2 separate regions of the Delphinus delphis genome follow, and region 2 is linked to region 1. A link is a contact called in public Hi-C data. All regions are on one chromosome and are shown on one strand. The core of a region is the stretch at or near the end of the contact, and the rest is flanking DNA. Distances in the headings are between cores, read along the strand shown. Region 1 holds the start of XXYLT1 (xyloside xylosyltransferase 1). Region 2 holds the start of FAM43A (family with sequence similarity 43 member A).

What was found. A called contact is a pair of places that touch in the nucleus more often than the background predicts.
Region 2: a contact with region 1 is called in a Hi-C map of lung, with 3 times the contacts expected there. The contact joins the promoter of FAM43A here to the promoter of XXYLT1 in region 1. A contact is called at or near these places in 2 of 3 Hi-C or Micro-C datasets (lung and muscle).

Annotation. Positions count from the first base shown.
Region 1 is chr4:73,307,579-73,313,404 of mDelDel1.2, forward strand. XXYLT1 (xyloside xylosyltransferase 1) reads left to right here and starts at 2,175. Exons shown (of 4, transcript XM_060010913.1): 1 at 2,175-2,774. The coding sequence starts at 2,271. It also overlaps the pseudogene LOC132424408.
Region 2 is chr4:73,873,902-73,879,727 of mDelDel1.2, forward strand. It overlaps FAM43A (family with sequence similarity 43 member A), which reads right to left and starts at 3,742. Exons shown (of 2, transcript XM_060010914.1): 1 at 598-3,742. The coding sequence starts at 2,801. The coding sequence ends at 1,515.

The DNA.
Region 1 (5,826 bases), core at 925-3,424:
ATCCAAATCCTCTTGATCTTCCAGCGACTGGATCTGTTTTCACTGTGCAGTCTACAACTTCTGCAAATCGAGACAAATATTCAGTCAGATCTTTCTTGCTTGTATCCCAGCTCAAGCCTCCAATAAACATTTCACCGTCATCCTACTGATTCACATAACACATTAATTTTTCTTTATAGTCAAAGAATTGAGGATGAAGAAGCTTGGAGAAAAGACCAGTCTCTTGAGTATTTTCCTGTGTCTACTGACTTCCTATGTAAAATTTAAATTATCTTGTTCTTCATTTGTTATCCATAAATTCCAGGAGTAGTGATCTTATAAAGGTCTGAAAAAATATATTTGTTGAATAAATTCCAGAATAAATGGCAGAGGAAAAATCCACCTTATTGATTGTGTAGGTGGGTGGACTAAAAGGTACAATTCCAGCATTATTTCCCCCTTATTAATGAACAATAATTAGAATGTAATAATACAATGGTAGCACACAGTGGTGGAGATTCTGTGGTACATGTAATAAAGTCTTAATGGATATTTGGGGTTTAGAATTTGTAAACACTCTAGAAAAGCTATGGTTGCTAAACTGTATTTTGTACTTGTTGGATATTTAGACTTTGTTTTAGAGTTTGGTGTTTCTAGCATAGTTTATATTTATTGTTTACTAAGTGTCAGACACTATTCCAACTGCTTTTTATCTATTATCTCTCATAACCCTATGAGGCATAAGTACTAATATTAGCCCCATGTTACATAGGGGTATGATTGCAGCTCAGAGCGATTACCTCCCTTGAAGTCTAACGACTCCTAGTTAGCTGTTAATCCAGCTCTCTGGTGCCTGTGGGAGCAGCTGTGCTCAGGGTCTTCCTACTCTGCCATCTTGCTTCCCCCCGCACATGCCCAAATCCAGCTCTCTTAACCACAATGTCATCTGCTGAAGCTTGTGGTAAAATACACACAACTCGAAGTCTGAGTTATCACTTTCAGTGCTAATCTTGGCTGGAAGTTTGGGCTTTGGAAGTGGTATGGCTTGAGCGGGGATCCATTATTTACTAGCCAACTAGATTTGGGCAGTTCACTTCTCTAAATCTCAATTTCCTCAATTGTAAAGTGCAAATAAGCAAATAATACCTCTACCTCTTACAGCTGTGTGGATTAAATGAACTAAAGTAATACGTGTTACTAAAGTGAGATAATTCTGCCATTGTTCCCCACCCCCCCCCAAGGTGAGTAGCATGTATTGAACATGTTGCTAAGCATTCTTTAGAGGTCCAAGGTTTTTCAGAGAAGTGTTGCTCCAACTGAAAAGAAGAAGAGTTAAAAACGAGATAAATTGTGGTTCTGGGGACCACACTTTGAGAAATAATGGCATGGCACAGTAAACGGGTGAGAGAATTTGTGATTGCATTTGTGCCTGCGTTTTCACCTGCACCTCTTTCAAGCATGCAGACCACTTGTACATGTTTACGTAAACACTGTAGTGTGTCATTGGTCCTCAGAAGACTCAAGTTAATGGGTTTTTATGTAGTTGGCAGTGTCCAGCTATATTGCCAAACCTGCCACTGTGTGACCCGGGGCAAGTGACCTCAGTTATGCTTCAGTTAAGAATTTGCAAAACTACCGGGTACATATTAAGCCTCTTTTAAAGTGTTAAAGTTAAAAAAAAAAAAAAAGTATCCTTTAGATTGCCTCTGGTCCGCCTCAGAGGTGCCAAGTGAGGTGAGCAGGCCATTTACACCTCGGGTGTCAATCCTACTTCACCGAGAATAGGGAGGGAGTTGCTAGTTTAAATTCTTTAGCCCCAGATAGTCTCCAAGGTGTGAAAGGAGTCGGGGAGAGGACTTAAAGCCTTCAAGAAATTAGGGTGGAAAAGGTATATAGAGAAAACTTTTCTTTGTGAGTCCAGTTTAGTCTTTTTGCTACCGAAGTCTTAGCTTCGGTTTCTAGCGTCTGGGGCTGGGCACTTAAGAGGGCCATTTTTCACGGACGGTACAGCCAGCTGGCTTGTATGCCCGAGTCCTCACCGGCTTCTCTGACCACTCTGGGGCGGCTCCTGCGGACCCGCGGCGCATCCCCGATGTAATCCTTCTGAGCCTAGGACCCAGCGGCTGCCGGGCAGTCCTGGCCCCGCCTCTCGGCGCATCAGCGCCCGCGGATTGGCAGCGCGGCTCCGCCTCCGCCATGGCTGCCGCCCGCCGCCGGGGCTACTAAGTAGCTGTAGAGGTACTGTTCTCCGCTGCGGCTCCCCGGCCGCCCTGTCCGCGGGAGGGTGGCGCATGGGTCTCCTCCGAGGCGCGCCCCCATGCGCTCGGGCCATGGCGCGTCTGGGCGCTGTGCGCTCCCACTACTGCGCGCTGCTGCTGGCCGCGGCGCTTGCCGTCTGTGCCTTCTACTACCTCGGCTCCGGCCGGGAGACCTTCTCCAGCGCCACCAAGAGGCTGAAGGAGGCCCGCGCCGGAGCCCCCGCCGCGCCCTCGCCGCTGGTGCCGGAGCTGGCGCAGGGCTCCGTGGCGCCGGCCCCGGGTGCTAAGGCCAAGAGCCTGGAGGGCGGCGGGGCCGGGCCGGTGGACTATCACCTGCTGATGATGTTCACCAAGGCGGAACACAATGCCGCGCTGCAGGCCAAGGCCCGCGTCGCGATCCGCTCCCTGTTGCGCCTCGCTAAGTTCGAGGCGCACGAGGTGCTTAACCTGCACTTCGTGAGCGAGGAGACCAGCCGCGAGGTGGCCAAGGCCCTGCTGCGGGAGCTGCTACCGCCCGCTGCCGGCTTCAAGTGCAAGGTGAGCGGGGCCTCAGCCGGAGGTTCCGGGCGGGTGGCTCGGTCAGCGCGCGCGCCCGGCCAATCTCCAGGGGTCAGGAGGGAGGTGTCTTCGTTGCGCTGCCCACTGCCAACGCCAGTAGAAGCCTACCCTCTCAACCCGATCCCCCTGGCTGAAGTGTGCATTCACAGCACGCTGGAGGCGTCGTCCGGGGGCGTGTCCGGGAGCCTCGTTGTTAGCCGACTACCCTGACCGCGTCTCCCCCTTTAACTGCGGCCTCCTTGAGAATTGGCACTCCCCGTCTTTGCTAGCGTTACAGGATTCAGCAGTCAGTGCCTTCAGAGCCTGCCCCTCTTTTTATTCTTCTCAGTCTTTGACTTTTTTTTTAAATAAATTTATTTTGTTTATTTTGTTTTTGGCTGCGATGGGTCTTCGTTGCTGCGCGCGGGCTTTTCTCTGGTTGCGGCGAGCGGGGGCTACTCTTCCTTGTGGTGCGCAGGCTTCTCATTGTGGTGGCTTCTCTTGTTGGGAACACGGGCTCCAGGTGCGCGGGCTTCAGTAGTTGTGGCTCACGGGCTTAGTTGCTCCGCGGCATGTGGGATCTTCCCGGACCAGGGCTTGAACCCGTGTCTCCTTCATTGGCAGGCGGCTTCTTAACCACTGTGCCACCAGGGAAGCGCCTCAGTCTTTTACTTTTGAGGATGGAGCAGGTCATTTGAACGTACCAATATGCTTCTGGTGCAGAGTCTGCTGGACAGGGTCTTCGGCCGCTTGAATTGTTCAGGTTACAGTGACATTTCTCATAGCTCATTTCTCTAAGGTATTTCAGTCGGAACGTCAAGCCCAAACCCAGCCAGTGTGAACCATCTCATCTCCTCTGTGTGCCCCCTTCTCCCCTACCCTCAAGGGTCCTGAACCCATTTAGAGAAGCACCGGGTTCCTCCCAGGAGGTACAGATAAGATCTGGGGAGAGCAGAGCTAGTCACCTTGTCCCAGGCTGGACCCACCTGCATCCCCATCATCTCGCTTCACCTCCTGGCTCTGCTTGTCAGAGATTGGATTCCTAACTTAGAGTTAATGGTCTCAGTTAAATTGCTTGCCTCGTTTTGACCTAACAGTTGCACAGAGGGGATCCAAGGTCTGATTTTGGGATAGAAATAGTAGGTGATCTTAAAGGATGGAGCCTGATGGTGGGGGGATGGGCGGTGAGGCAAGAGTAGTGTTCCATGTGTTTGTGCCCAATGAGTGACTAAGGGGAGCTGATGCCAGGATCCTGCAGGGTTCAGGGGTCTGTTGTTTGTTGTCTTCAGAATCAAGTTCTAATTTCTTGGTAAGGCTGTCTGTGTTGTGGCCCTGGCTCTCCTCTTCTGCCTACCTTCTTGTCCTCCCCCTCTGTGCACCTTAGATCTTAACTGTACTGAATGTGCCTTTACATAAGCTATACTTTTCACCCAGAATGTCCTTCCTTCCTTCCTGGGCCCTTGGCCACTCTTTACTTAGTTTTCACCTTCCCCCAGGAATGTCCATAGACTTGGGGACAATCTGTGTGCAGCCCTCCACAGCTCTCCTTTCCAGCTTCCCCCCATAGCATCAAAAGTCTGTCTTCTGCCCAGAACAAATGAGCCCATCTGGAACACCCACCGTAGTCAGGGAGAGGTACCTGGGCCTGGATTCCATGGTACAGGAGGCCAAGAATCCAGGTCCTGGAGCTTGTGGCTGGCCAGGCCCTTGACACCCACTGTCTGACTTGGGGTTTTTCAGCCTGGGGCCCATCGCATTTGCCCTAATTGCAGTCTCTGGAAGTAGGGCCTGGCAACCTGTTCCAGGTGGTCCTTGGGACTTTAATGTTTGAGAAATTCTGTGCTAGTCCAAGGGAGAAAACCAAGGGCCCTTGATCATAGGGCCAGTCTGGGCAGAGCTGGGATTTGACCGGCTCTCCAGACACCGCCTTGAAGACCGGCATGTCGTCTCTTCACTTTCTGAGTCAGAGATCACAACTCAGGCCTATCTCCTCCATTTGCTAGGGCTCTACTGTCCCCTTCTCGAGCTCCAGCCACAGTATCTTGTTGCAAACTCAGTGCTTTCCAGCCTACATGCCTCTGCTTCTGTCATTCCACTGTCAGGATACCCTTTCTGTGTGCGTCGCCGAGTCTTGCCCATCTTTGGATACCATCCCCTCCTTGGAGCCGTCCAAGGAACCCCCATTCAAAAGGCACATCTTCCTCTTCCTCGTGTACCTCCCTGGTGCTGTAGACTCTATGACGTCTTATCTCCCACCCCTATGCCTGGCACATAGTGGGCACCGGAAATACTTGTCCAGGGCAGGTCCAGTCTCAGGGCCAGCTTCCCTTCTTGGAGTCCGTGTTTCATGCTTTGACTCCTTCCCTCTGCTGGGCCCAGTTCTGACAGCCTTAGCCATCACCCAAGGCCTGAGGCAGCTGCAGATGACCTGAGGGAATTGACACCACCCCTACTGAGGCATGAGGAACGAGGGTCTGGGGGCTTTCAGCCAGATGGCTGTGTTCAGATAAGGGTTTATCAGTTCTAGCTAAAATTGCTCCTGTTCTTTTGAATGATTTTTTGTGAATCTGTTTTCTGTTTGTGACAAAAGGTGCTCTTTTTGTTTTATTTTTTTCTTTAAATATGTAGTCCTAAAAGGTTTGCCTCATTTTAGTTGTCATTTAATTCTTCCTCAGGTTTGGAATGTGTCTTCTGGTACCACTTCACACATGCCTTTCCCTCTACCTGGAGTACCTCCCACCCCACCCCCACTTCCTTAACTGGTACTCTGCTTTCAGGTCTCAGCAAAATGTTATTTCCTTGGTAAACCTTTCCTGAGCCCCCATTGTACATTCTCATCACACCAAGGACTTTTCCTTAGTAACATTTCTCACACTTGTCGTTATGTAATTATTGAATGAGTTATTTGTCTACCTTGCTAGACTGTAAACTCCTTAAGGGCTTGGACCCTGACCTCTCTTAAGTGTATTCTTAGCAGCGAGCATCATGTCTTACATATGGGAGTGCATCTTATATGAGAATTATTTTTTCAGTATTAGTTAGGAAGAATGAC
Region 2 (5,826 bases), core at 2,492-4,991, 570 kb after region 1:
GTAGAAGGAAAGGAAATAGGCTCTTCCACCTGCCCCTGCCCCGACCCCACCCCACGTGCACCATGACTCATTCAAGCCATGACTGGAACCTCTCCACTTTCCTCTCTCCTTGACTTTCCTCCCAGGAAAAACAGAGATGCTCCCACTCCTGAGAGCATCGTGGGGACTTTCCTTAGTTCTCTAATTCACACCTTTAAAGCTCCTTGAGCTGTCTGGAAAGGAAAAGGTGAACCACAGAAGAAGGTGGTAAAACCTCAGAAGACCTTGAAAGTCACCCCTCCCTAAATAACCTCACAGGTCTGGCAATGAGGAACAGAACTCAATGGGCATCTCCAAGAACTGCCTCAAAGAAGTCAGAAAAATCCTACGCTCACACAACTAATAATAAGTGAAGAACACGGCCCTAGCTGCAGCACACAGAGTTGCAGAGGACCAGAAAGGCCCCAGGCTACGCATAAAGTGGGTTCCCCTTCCCTAATTACCTCCAAGCCCCGCAAAGGACAATGACTGTCCTCCCACTCCATCCCAGCTATGGTCACACCCTCTGCCGCCCAGCCCCACGGCCAAGCATTTTCTGAAGCAGGTCTAGACACTCACCTGTTCTGTTAAATTTTCCTCTTTATTCTCTCCCCACTGGCGGGCAAACAGAACCAGAGCAGTGCTACTCTTTAAAAATAACAAAATGTTTTATACACATCTCTGTATATACAACTGAACAACATTTTACATGTCCCTTTTGCACAGCAAAAGATATAAACATTGGACTCTGACAACAGTTATGTACAAAAAAAAAATGTCAAAAATACTTCACAACAGTGCAAAAATATTTTACACAGTATCATGGAGTGAGATCTTTTGAGCGGAAGCAAGGTGTGTGTGTTTCTAAAGGAAAACTCCTTTTTTAGATATTAGATGTCTTTAACTGTAAACAAAATGCAACTTTCTTTCTCCCCCCCTCCCTTCCCCACCAGTTATTTGAGGAATTTGGCAGAATTTCAAGGGTCTGAGTCTGAGGTAAACAACCCAAGCTCTCGCACCAAAAAGACTGGGGGCAAGGAGGTGGCACTAAAGCCTCAAACGTTGAGAGCAAATCCTTTTTTTTTTTTTTTAATGACATGTCAGTGACAGCGCCAGGCCGCTCCCAGCTGGGGGCTTGTGGAGGAAGTTAACCCCTCCTCCTCAGGCCCCAGCTGCCCACAAACAGGAAACTGGCCAGCAGGCACCTCACGCCTGCGGGGCTTTGCTAACACCAGCTGCCCTTCCCCTCCCCAGACCCCAGAGGGCTGCCTCTCTCCCCTTCCTTGTAGGGTTTCCCTCCCCCATATCTCCACGTGCAATCTGAGCCCTGCTTCAAACAGAGCCAAACGTATGGGGGTGGGGGAGGGTCTGGGCCTCAAGTGTCCCCTTTCCCCTTTCTTGGGGGCGGGGGTCGGGAAGGTAAGCAAGTGGTGGAGAGACGGGGGTGGGGTGTCACGATGCGGCAACAGGGGCGCGCACAGGACATTGCTGGGAGCTCAGCCCGAGTGGGGCTCGTCTGGTCTGGCGCAGTCGGCGGGGTCCGACTGGTCCCCGGCGGTGGTAGTGGTAGCTTCCGGGCCCCCTCCTTCGATGGAGCTCTCGCTACCCGTGCTCTCACCCGACAGCAGGCGCGTCACCCGCAAGTCGGCCTGCAGGCTGCGCACGTCGTTGCCGAAGCTGAGCTCTCCCAGATCATTAATAAGCTGGGACAGCTCGGCCTTCATGTCGGAGGTGCTGCCCAGCAGCAGAGACGGCGACCCAGCCTCAGGGCCCGGCGAGACCCCGCCGCCCCCCAGCACCTCTTCGCGGCCACTCTCCAGCGTGTCCAGCAAGTCCCCGCATTCGAAGTGCATGGCCACCACCAGCGCCCGCTGCGCCTCGGCCTCTTGCTCTGCCGGGTCGCTCTCCCCGGCTCGGTCCTCTTCCTCATCCCCCTCCTCCTCCTCCGGGCAGCCCTCCGTGTGCACCCCTCTCTCTTCCTCCTGCAGCTCCTGCTCCTGCTGTTCGCCGAGCAGATCCTCGGTGATGGAGCCGAGCTTGGGCGCGCTGCGGCTGCGCTCCACCGGCGGCTTGTAGCAGCAGGGTCCGTGCAGGAGCAGCTTGCGCAGGGGCACCAGCGGGATGGTGTGCGCGCCCACCAGCTCCTGCTGTTGGTGACGCGCGTCGTCCCGCCGCTTGAGCCGTTTAAATTCCGCCAGAGCGTTGGCTGACGTCTGGTAGAGCAGCAGGGCCATGGCCTGCGCCTTCTCGGGCTTGGACACCAGCACCGCGTGGCAGCGCAGCATTACCGCCTTGTGTTTGAGCTCGTGCCGGTAAACCCAGGCGAAGACCTTGGGCAGTCGCGCGTCCGCCACGCAGTAGGTAACGCGGTGCAGCAGGTAGAGGTGGCCCGGGCGGCGCAGCGCACGCTCCTCGGCGTGCACCATGCGGATACCCTGCGCACTCACAGTCAGCTTCATCTTGGTGCCCTGACGGCCCGCCTCGCTCTTGCTCCAGATCTTGCCCACCGCTAGGTCGGTGCAGCCGTCGCCGCGCGCCTGGATGGTGGTGGCATTGCCCAAGTAGAGCACGGTGTAAGTTGGGTCCTCGCTGGTGATGTGCAGCTTCTTGCGCTTGGAGCGGAACATGCTGCCCACCCGGCTGAGCGCGCCTTCGGGGCACGCCCGTGCCAGAGAGCTGAGCGCCGAGTAGTGCAGGCTCACCGCGTAGCCCTTGGGTTTGGACGCCTGCCGTGGCGGCGCCTCGGCCAGCAGCTCGAACTTGTGCTTCTTCCACGGCAGCATCTCCGGAGGGCGCCCCAGCGCAGCTGGGCGGCGGCGGCGGAGCGCCGATTGAGAGCCCGGCTGAGCCACCCGCCCCGGCCGGGCCCGGCCGGGGCAAGACCGAAAAATAAAACTCTGCTGGGAGTGGCCCAGTCGGAGGGAGTGGGGGCGGGGGAGATGTTCGAGAACCCCGCCGAAAGAGGTAGGGGTAGAATTTTTTTAAAGAGGATTTAACTGCAAGGAGAGGGGGTGGGTAGGAGCACACAGATTTACCCCAGCCTGGGCAGGACCAGGGCAAAGAGTCTTGGGCAAGCAAAATGAGAGAAAGCACGAGAGTGGAGCAGAAAATGTCTTTAGAAAAAAGGGATGCGTGCGTGCAGCAAAAGCAGCCGGGATGGTGCGAGAATACGCAGGAACTCCTCGGCGAAGGTGAAAAGGGGCCCCCTCGCACACACACACAATCCCCAGGGCTAGGGCCAGAAACCGCGGAAACTCAACCGCGAGTGTGCCCAGGGGTCGGTGCTCCCCACCCCCAAGGGGTGCTGTAGGCAGAGAGCCCCTCGGCTGAGCGGGTCCCAGAATCAGCTGCTTGCCCCGAGTGCGCTCAGATGGTGGGTCCTGCTGGCCGCGGCGGGCCCAGCGCAGCAGTCCCGCCGTGGCTCACTGCATTTTCTCTCCCGCAGGACGCCGGGGACTCTGGCTTCGCCGGCTCACTGTCCGGGCTGGCTCCGCCAGGGCAGCGCCGGCCTCCGAGGGCGGGGCGTGCGCATGGTCGGCTCCGGGGATGGTCGCTACCTCATTTCTTCTCTCCGGAGGGTGTCCGACTGCGCTCCCGGGATCCCCTGGCTCGGCCGCCCGCCTTTGCAGCGCGCCCCCTCCGGTGTCGCGAGCGGTAGCTGCCTCGCCAGCCTCATATCCTTGCCGTCTGGGAGGAAGATCTCGGGTAAATATAGGCCGGCGCGAACCATTCGCCGCGCGGGGACAGGGGAGGAGCAGAGAAGAGGATCTGTTTCGGGCTTGGAAGGCCGGCGGGTTCCTGGTCTCTTAAAGGGACCTGGTTGCAGCCATTGGTTGAGGGAAAGGGGAGAACTGTCCAACCTGGCAATTAAATCCCAAGTTTACCAGCAGAAATTCTGTAGAATTTATCTACAAAAATCGCCAAGACCTTTGGTTACCCCGCAAGAAAAGCAACTTGAATTCTGACACTCCACTCCCAGCCTGAATTGCAACTCACTGATGTGTGTCTCCATCGGAACTTCTGGGGGAGGTGGTGGAGGGTGGGATTTACACTACAAAATACAAAAAGGTTGGGGAAATAGTGATTCTTTCCGTGTGTAATAGTTTTCTGAAATTGACTGGGTGCTGTTTAATTTTTTTTTTCCAAAATTTTATTCTATTAAAGAAAATAAAGAGGAGCAAAGAAAACGCTGAGACTTATCTTTCACTATCTTGGAGCCCTTTCTCCACAGGCAAAGAGCAGATAGTGAAAAGAGAGATGAGTGGTAATGGGATGATTAGCGTGAACACTATAGTATGTGTTTGGTAAATAAGGTGCTTCCAGCTTCTGACCCCCAGCAGTGCCCCCTCCTTCTGTCAGGCCTCAGAGTGGAGCAGTTTTCTGAGATATATTCAATTTCTAAGTGATGCTTGTGTGTGGTTAGAACTCAGTTTATAATTTGGCAGGCCAGTCATTCAGTTTTATTACATCATTGTCACATTATGGATGAGAATTCCTAGTAGAAAATCAAATGATGTTTTTTATTTGTGTCAAATAATGCCCGGCCACCCTCCACAGAGAATGATTAACATTAATCTTTCTTTTCTCTTGTGCCAGCTGGATAATGTCACTTTAATCATCTGGCCGGCTTGACCCTTGGCTAGTAACTCATTTCTGGGCCCTCGAAACAACGGGCTTGCCTCTACGGTCTGCTCAGTCAAAGCAACACCACTTCTAGCTGGAATGTGCAGGTGACCCTGCATCAAACTCCCAAGCTCATCCCAGAGGAGGAGAGTAGGCCCTCCCACTCCCCAGGCCCAGTCTACTGGGGATGTAGATGTCTCTGGCTTCCATACCAGGTTCTGATTTCAAAACAACTGTAACTTCTCGTGGAAATTCTCTGGCCCTCTACCTTTACTAACTTTTAACCTTTCTTTGAACTCTAACCCAATTTTCTAGAGTCACTGGCGCTGCGCTTCAATTTAACTAACTTTCCTGAGTACCTTTTGGTACCAGGCCCTGAGCTGGGAACAGACCTAATTCCTGTCTCCAAGAAGCTCCCAGTCCAATGAAGGATGTAAACTTCACCCACCTCTGGGCTTCTTCTGGAATGTAAGTTCTGTGAGAGCACCCTATCTCCCTCCAGTGCCTGACACTACTTAATTGTTGAATGAATGAATGACATATGCATGTAAACAAGAAGACAGAGGGAACTAAATGCCCTGAGACAAGACCCAAAGTACTCCGAGAAGCTGGAAGAAAAGGTTCTTTGTGACTAGGAAAATCAGAAAAGCTTCCATGGAGGTGGTGAAGTGTGAAATATGGACAGGATTTTGCCACGGAGGGAAGAATTAAAGGGCTTTCCAGATATAGAGAACAGCAAAATTATAGAACATAAAAATGCGTGCATATGTGTAGTTGAGGATGGCATTTGACAATTGTGACAATGAAAGAAGAAAATTTCCCGATCAAGCAAGGATGTCTCCTGATCATGCCCTCCTAGTCTCTGAGGGAAGGAATGGCATTTTCATGGCTGGCTGGTCCCAGACTGTCATTAGACCAAAGCTCTAATGCCTTACTCCTCAGCTGCACTGATGGGTTAATGGAGGTACGGTGTTGGAATGAGCTGGTTAGGACTATAAGAAGCCATTTAAACCGAGGTTAATTCCTCTTCTGCTCCCATTTCTGGAATATCTTGCAGTGGCAATGGAGTAGATGGTATGTGCTCCCAACAAAAAATTCCGATAAAAAACCCACCAAATTAACCTGTGCTAAGTGACCTTTAGCTGGTCCATAATCTCGAAGTCTAGACTCTACAAAAGCAGGCGT